Regions from separate parts of the Zea mays genome. Here all the other regions are linked to region 2. Evidence: chromatin contacts called from public Hi-C data. All regions are on one chromosome and are shown on one strand. The core of a region is the stretch at or near the end of the contact, and the rest is flanking DNA. Distances in the headings are between cores, read along the strand shown. Region 1 holds the start of LOC100281947. Region 2 holds the start of LOC100282352. Region 3 holds the start of LOC100278491.

Region 1 (2,700 bases), core at 188-2,687, 270 kb before region 2:
GGGCCGCGGGGAGGAGGCTTCCAAGAAGAGATGGAGGCAACGGCGACCTGATGGTGCCTGCCGAATCCCACCACCACCACGGCACGGGCCGTCGTCGTCGGCCAACCTTCGGGTGGCGAGAGAGAGCGCGGCCCGGGTGGAAGCTTCTGAAATCAGGAAACGGTGGCGGACGATTTTGCCGTGGCCGTCGCTGTCTCAGTCTCGCTCGGGTTAATCGGGGGCGGTGGATCACGGCATTTTGTCCGTATCTCAGCAGACGCTTCTTTCTCGATCGAGCATGCATAGTACTAACACTAGCAGGATGTATGTAGCAGGATGCATAGTGCAAACATGGTAGCTTAGCTTAGCTCGACGGTCATCTAATCTACCCACCTGATGAGTGGGCAGGGCACACATGGTCGATGTGTCACACGTGCGCGTCGCTCTGAGAGGTACACATACACATTGCATCTATCTGCACCCGCCGGCGGCCCCACGTGGCCTGTGCTAGTAATAAGCATGTGCTCGCCACCATACCACCAGGGGGGGGGCACCGGCGGCCGACCGATCCATGCAGTGAGATCACGTAGAAAATCCAGAAGACACGGCGAGCTGGAGGAGTACATCCTCACTCCCCCGCGGAATTCGGCCATTTATATCGGTCGGTAACACAGCAAGGCATGGAGATGAAGCTAGGCTGCGAATAAATCCACCCACTCCACGAAGCTGCGCCGAATCAGTCCATGGCTGGCTGGGGCTTCTAGATCCATCACGGCGCACGTTTCAGCTTGGCTTTGCGTTGGTTACCCGGCCAATCTTGTTTTGTGTTTGAGATGGACCAAGAGTGAGGGCCGGCGACGTGGATCCGATCGAGTTGAATATATATGCGGCGAGAGCAGCGACCTTTGATGACATGTGAAAAGGACGTCTCCTCTTGGGTGGCCGTTCCGCTTCATCACACGAATACAAATCATGCATACGGCGATGTATATATGGTCGAATTAAATTTACACTCTCCCGGCCAATACAAGCAGCACATGCATGGTGCAATTCATCCATCAGTCCATGCAACATGCATATACGATACGGGTGTTCCGGGCGCAGCCAGCAGTCGTGGTCCCAGCAGAGCAGTGAGCAGAGACGGCAATTGAAAACTCCTCGAACAACTCGAAAGCGAGCTCCCCACCGGCCCACCCCGCACGGCACTAGCTAGCTACGACGTGGCGAAGACCCCTTCAAGTCGTGGCTCTCCCTCCGCAGACAGACACACAATTCCGCCCGCCCCCGCTATAACTATAAGTGCCACGCCGGGCGCGCGAGCGGCGGCGACCCGCGCAGCAGCTCCGAACCTTCTCCCAGTCCCAGGCAGCCAGCGCAGGAAGCTCACCGGGAAGCCGGTGCAATCACACACCACACATCCCCGCTACAAATCCCAGCCCCCGGTCGACATCCCTCCCACTCCTCCCCCATGCGCACCGGCACCGGCACCGGCAGCTCACCGATCCCCGGAGCCGCTACTATAAGTACAAAGCTTCCCCGGCGGCGGTCCACCCGGCCATGGCGGCAGTCGGAGCGCGCCCAGTGCTGTACCACCACCACCCCCACCCGGCGCCGGCGGGCGGCGCCCCCGCCCCCATGTCCTCTTCCTACTTCTCCCGCGGCGGAGGCAGCTCCAGCCCCGCGTCCAGCCTCTCCGCCGCGCACTTGGACATATCCGAGTTCCTCTTCGACGACGCCTCCGTCGTCGTGCCGCCGGACGCCAGTGGTGGCGGTGCGATCAGCGCAGGCGGCGCTGGGTGAGTGGCGTGCTTGGCACCTGTTTCTGCTTTGGGCCTTCCGTTCATTGGTCTGAACCGTACCCGGCGGCGGGCTGTGCCTGTGTGGGCGTTTCAGGAGCGCGGCGGCGCCGGAGCGGCCGCGCACGGACCGGATCGCGTTCCGGACGAGGTCGGAGGTCGAGGTCCTGGACGACGGCTACAAGTGGAGGAAGTACGGCAAGAAGTCCGTCAAGAACAGCCCCAACCCAAGGTAGCTAACTGTGTGCGTCCCAATTTACAACACCACACGACTGGACTGCTAGCGCACTCACTTCACGACAACTGTTCTGTCAGGAACTACTACCGGTGCTCGACGGAAGGGTGCAACGTGAAGAAGCGGGTGGAGCGGGACAGGGACGACCCCGGCTACGTGGTCACCACGTACGAGGGGACGCACAACCACGCCAGCCCCAGCACGGTGTACTACGCCAGCCAGGACGCCGCCTCCGGCCGCTTCTTCGTCGCCGGCACGCAGCCGCCGGGGCCGGGGCCGGGCTCCCTCGTCAACTAATATTATCCATCCCGACGGCCGTGTAATAAGATGTACAGACTCTGTCCCAATGGATGTTGGACCCGATTCTTAGTTACATCTTGTATGCAGTGCAGGTGTGGCTGAACGCTCCCCAGGCAGGAGGCATCAGTCGCAGCCCTTGGCTACGCCGGCCGTGCCACCAGGCCCTAGCCATGTTTGCAGACTCCGCATGGGTAGGCACTGAAGCAAACTAGTAGACCTTTTTGGCTCTTGTACACAAACTGAACTATATGAAACTTTGGTACTACTTTTTTTTCCCTGTCAAATATACCCCCTCCGGCCTTCCATTCATCAGGTATGTTTGTATGAGATTGCAAGCCCAGTGTGTGTGTGTGTGTGTGTGGGAGTTACAATATACACGCTGACACACCA
Region 2 (2,700 bases), core at 123-2,622:
TACTGAAGTAGCAATAGCATACACTGGTTGCCGGCCATTAGAAAACCGAGTAAACTGATGTTGAAGCTGGCACATATTTAATTTAAGGCATGGTTAGTTCTAGGCATTCCAACCAGCCTCCCAGCAAAACCAGCCTCTCTGCATTTGCGGGGAAAGCTTGCCTCACGTTTGCGGAAAAAAACGCTTGCCTCAGTTTATCTCTTTCATAGATCCAACTATCTCTACCCCTCTGAATTTGGGTCTACTCAGACTGTCTCCAACGATCCACTCCATCTCTCACCCCACCATACGTAGCCACGTAAGGGGCTTTAGAGGGAAATTACCCTTCAACAGCTCCTCAAGGCTCCCAATATAGGGAAGAGATAAAACTTCTCTACATATGAGGTGAGCATTATTCTTTGCCTATACTTTAATTACATCATTTTTTGTGATATTAATTCTATTTAAGCTATATAATCTGACAACAATGTGTATTATAATAATACAAATAGTATATGACTTCAAAAAAATAAAACAAATATATATAGATAGTATCTTTTATATAGGACAAATATGGGAGAAATGGTTGAAGTCGGTCTCTTCACGACTATATATGTATGTTGTCTTTTAATTGTATTTATGATCCAGAGTTTAAGGTTATATCGTACAGTCTTTTAACTGTCTTTTGTACTTATACTGACTCTCAGGTTGTACATGCCTTAAGGCAAGTAGCCAGGAATCATAACCAGTGCGCGCAGATTGATGGGCAAGATCAGTCGTTCCAATCAATCGCCTTGTACATGTCATACACCTATGCACGGCATGGATCATGGAGCAGCAAGTGCCAAGTATCCTAGGGTTTGCGGATCTTTAATGGCCGCAAATGCTAGCGCTAGTGTTTGTGGGAGGGAAAACAGGTTAGCCACAAAGTTGAGGAACGGCTAGCTCCTAGCTAGGACCTAGCCACCTAGGAGTAGCAGTAGCACTAGCACCCTAGGAATTTCAATTGCAAGAACCAAGCATAGCAAAGGGTAGGAGGAGGCGGTGGTGGAGATTGGAGAAAGGGTGCGTACGGGAGCCGGTGGATTCCCAGAGGATGGCCTCGCTCTGCTCGTAGTCGGGCTCCTTGATGACGTGCAGCAGCAGCAGGTGGTCGCCGGCGCGGAGCAGGTTGGTCGCCGCCCACTGCAGCGCCTCTCGGCTCCCCTGCGAGAAGTCCGTCGCCAGTCCCACCCACCTCTCGCCCTCGGCGCTCGCCATCTCCTCAAGCTCCTCTCTTCCAGGTTCTTTCCTCTCCTCGTACAGGTTCTTGACCTCGTGGGGGTCACTGTATGGACTGCGGATGGCGGTGGTAGAGGTGGCCTCTTGTCTATTTGATTGATGCCAAAGCCAAAGGACACTTGCCACGGAGGTGCATGTGGCAGTGACAATGATCCCTGCATATTTGCTTCCTTGACCTTGCCCCATCTCTTTTTCTGTGCAGACGTTTTTCGTCATCTTTTTTATCTCTTTCTCATGCTGCCATAGTAAGGTGTTGTTTGATCTATTTTATTTTATTTTAGTTTTTTAAATTGTTAAATACGAAAATTAAAATAGAGTTATGGTCTCCATATTTAACAATTTAGAGGATTGAAATAGAATAAAATAGAGTGACTAAAAATTAATCCCTAAAAACAACGGCAACAACTGTTATGCAAATAGTCCTTCTGTGTAAACGTGCAAGCAAATCATCTGATCCATTAGATCGTGATCCAACCACAAATACATTCATGGTTTCTTAGGGGTTTTTTTTATAAAGATTATTGAGCTGGTGGTGGAAGGGTTTAAGTGTTAAATGTGACATACGGTTCGAAGGGCTGTTTGGTTGGAGAGACTAAAAATTAGTCTCCCCATTTTAGTGTCATTTAGTCTCTAAATTGTCAAAAAGTGAGACTAAAATAGTGACTAAACTCTTTTAGTCTTTAGTCCCTCAAGGGGTGACTAAAGGGACTAAACCATATTAATTTTATCTTTTGCTCTTCCTTTATTTCAGTTACATTAATGGCAGTAGAATACTAAGGGGTGTTTTGGTCATCTTATGATTCATTTAATGTTTTTTTGAATATTTTTAGTCTTTATAACAAAACAGGGTATAGACTAAACTTTAGTCTCCTAACTAAATTTTAGTCCTTAGACTTAAAGAAACCAAACATGCCCTAAGAGCATCTCCAACAACGTGACCTATAAAAATGTCCTATAATTTGAAAATAAGTAAATTTTATAGAATTTAGGGCACCAACAAAACACCCCGCTCCAACAGTAAAGCCTCAAATCTAGATTATAGGGCAGCCCACTACGGTGTAGTATATTTGAGGCACTTGAGAGGGTGCCCTATAGTTTTTTGACAAAAATTTATGAAATAGGGCACTGTTGGAGTAGTTTTTCCTGTGTAGAGCCCCATATTTTAATTTGAGGCACTAGTTTGAGGCATTGTTGGAGATGCTCTAATATACTCCATCTATCACAAATTAAATTTGTTAATATACTCCATCTATCACAAATTAAATTTGTTGATTCAAACAATAATTAATAGAATAATTATTGTATGTATTATATAAATATCTAGATTCATAATCATCCATATGAATATGGACATAAAAACCTAGAGCTAAAACAACTAATACTTTAGAACGGAGAGAGTCTTTACTCCCGTTTCTAAATATTAGTCGTTTTAGCTCTTAA
Region 3 (2,700 bases), core at 32-2,531, 330 kb after region 2:
GTTGTTGTCTCAGGTCAAAGGTGGGATACCACCAGCAAAGGAACATTACCCTGACAGAGGATGATAAAGGATGCTAGTGCGGAGTACCACTAGATAGAGCAGCGATGCATGTAGGTCTACCATTTACACAAATGCATGGGGAGAGAAACCAGCCGCTGAACTGGTGGATTTCAGGATCCATTTACAAAAGACTGACGATCAGCAGCTACAAGGAACATGGGTCAGTAGCTGAACGACCTAGATGCATCCTAACCATACAGACTGGTCAGTGGTGGATTGCATGATGATCTGTAGCAGATGCACGCTGCGCTTGCAGCACCTTGTCAACCTTGGCAAGAAGATGTTGCATTTCTCCCACAAGACTGAGACTGTCCACGGCCGGCTTTGCATTCGCTTCTTGAGGTGACTTGGCTTTAGACGACAAGGACAAGATCATCTTCCCAAGATTGTTCCTAATATCTGTGAGAGGGAGCTTTGGAAGAGGCGTGATGGGAGGGAGATCCTGGACGCTCGGTGCTGCAAATGCGCCGCCAAGAGTCGCGGCACAGCTCAAGGCGCTCTCTGCTTGAGCCCTGGTGGCGAACACCACGCGCGCGGTGTGCTTGTTCTTGTCTTGGGTGATGCTGGTCTCGGAGTCGATCACAAAGCCAAACCTGCTGAAAGTGGAGAGGAGGTCCTCCCTGGAGGGCAGCGGAGTTCCCTCTGCCAAGTCCAGCACAAGTGCCACAGGATTCCCGACATAGCTGTGCTGCCCAACGGTCTTCATCGTCTTTCTCTTCCTCTTCTTGGCCAAGGACGATCCGTCGTCTGGGCCTGCATTAAGGTTGAGCATCATCTTGCGGCCAACACCAGCAGCTGATGGAGGCTTGCTGACACCATCGTCTTGGGAGGCACCGCCCGCGGCAGCATGGGAATCGGGATGGTCGTCGACGAAAATGCTGTTCCTGTTCCTGCTATCCATGGCCATGAAACGGAGGGCTGCCGCTTCCATCCCCTTACCCTGCCCGAGCGCTGAGGCTCGGAGAGTGGGGAGCACCTCCGCGCCGGAGACATGGGGTTGCCCCTCCTCTCGCTGCTTCTGGCTGCCGGCGGCCTTCTTTTCTTGGAGGACGCCTGTGTCGGTATAGGGAGGGGAGAGGTACCTGCTTCTCTTGCGCTCTCTCTTGGTGACGGCCAGGGCTGCCTCGTCCACGGCCGGATGGATCAGCTGGCTCTGGCTGCCGCCGCTCCCCTCCATAGCCATGGAAACGGGCGGCACGCGGCAGCTGGGGCGGCCACGGGCGACGGGACGGGGCGGGACGTGGCAGGACAAGAGTGAAGTCACCGCAGTTGAGTGCAGGGCGGGACCCGCCACTGTTTGATCGAGTTTTAGGCCTTGATCGTTTGTGTCGGATCGCATCCGGAATTGTTCCAGTTAAGGGCTTGTTCGGTTATTTCCAAAACACATGGATTAGATGGGATTGGAAAAAATTGAGAAGAAGTTTGACTTATTTGAGATTCAAACTCATCCAATCTCACTCAATCCACATGGATTGAGAGCTAACCAAACATGCCCTAATTAAAATTTATATAAATTAGAGAATCAATTCGGTTAGGAATCGTTCCGACTCATCAATCCGGCACAACGAACAAGACCTTATGGGGTTAGAATCGGGCTTTGCTTCTCAACCTATTTGTATGAGAATCGTTTATATGAAAATCTCTCAAATCAATATGAATGTACGATTCGTCAAGTCATTGTAAATAGAGAAATCTATCAATTAAGCTCTTTAATAGCCTAAACCGACAAGAGCTCCATAAGAGAGAGAGAGGAATAGAGTACTTCTCTTGATATAACATGCGAGACAATTACATACATAAGGTGGTGAAAATAAAGTACACATCACATCGGTGCTTTGTGGTTGCATTGTGGTTTAGGGTTACAGAAGATATATACTAGTTTCCTCTGGTAGCTAGTGCATGCTTAATCATCATATGCGTGCGAGGTGAATGGGGCATCCGTTTCTGAGCCTGGGAAACATTGCCCACTTCTCAAGGCTGGGGTCGTCGTCGGCCATCTCCCATCTCCATGTTGTAACAAGGTGGTGCAGAAAAATGAGCATCATGATTTTGGCGAGGTTCATCCCCAGGCAGGTTCTCCCGCCTGCTCCAAACACCAGGAAGCTGTACGGCTGCTTCGTGTGCATGCTATGCCCGCCTTTGAATCTTGAAGGATCAAACATGGTGGGGTTGTGGTAGAGCGTCGCATCGTAGTGTAGGGCCCTCGCATCAATGTTCACAATCCACCCCTTGTGGATGTGGAACCCTGCGACCTGGCAGTCCTCGAGTGCTACCCTTGGAAACCAGGAAACTATGCTCGCCATCCTCAATGATTCTTTAACCGTCTGCATGCAAATTAATGCAATAAGCAGCAAGAATTAATAACATTTAATTAATTTCCAGCTTGCTGATAGAGATGCATATGTATGTTGTGGATCGGACGACGGACAGACACCATGTATGCAAGCTCCATGCTGTTGAGATGTTGGAGGAGATCATGATCTGCCTCCTCCTGCTGCTGCTGCTGCTTCAGCTCCAGCTGAACTGACTGCATCAACAACAGATTCGGATTATTCGACATTTATCTGGTCTGGTGTGGGTGGACTACTGATGATGATTATTGACCCACCCACCCTCAAGGTTTCTTGGAAGACTTTGTTG

The links. Hi-C and Micro-C count contacts between places; a contact is called where the count stands out from the background.
Region 1: a contact with region 2 is called in a Hi-C map of leaf, with 9 times the contacts expected there. The contact joins the promoter of LOC100281947 here to the promoter of LOC100282352 in region 2. A contact is called at or near these places in 5 of 25 Hi-C or Micro-C datasets (bundle sheath, ear, leaf and 2 more) and 1 of 3 datasets of contacts at active chromatin or transcription factors (leaf).
Region 3: a Hi-C map of tassel shows a contact between it and region 2, with 2.5 times the contacts expected there. The contact joins the promoter of LOC100278491 here to the promoter of LOC100282352 in region 2. A contact is called at or near these places in 2 of 25 Hi-C or Micro-C datasets (ear and tassel).

What each region holds. Positions count from the first base shown.
Region 1 is chr8:139,630,856-139,633,555 of Zm-B73-REFERENCE-NAM-5.0, reverse strand. LOC100281947 reads left to right here and starts at 1,437. Exons shown (of 3, transcript NM_001371805.1): 1 at 1,437-1,775; 2 at 1,873-2,007; 3 at 2,091-2,588. The coding sequence starts at 1,537. The coding sequence ends at 2,307.
Region 2 is chr8:139,357,713-139,360,412 of Zm-B73-REFERENCE-NAM-5.0, reverse strand. It overlaps LOC100282352, which reads right to left and starts at 1,372. Exons shown (of 4, transcript NM_001155264.3): 1 at 1,053-1,372. The coding sequence starts at 1,239.
Region 3 is chr8:139,030,547-139,033,246 of Zm-B73-REFERENCE-NAM-5.0, reverse strand. LOC100278491 reads right to left here and starts at 1,281. Exons shown (of 1, transcript NM_001151753.2): 1 at 66-1,281. The coding sequence starts at 1,243. The coding sequence ends at 266. LOC100501664 (putative cytochrome P450 superfamily protein) reads right to left here. Exons shown (of 4, transcript NM_001196342.2): 2 at 2,673-2,700; 3 at 2,495-2,587; 4 at 1,805-2,384. The coding sequence ends at 1,971.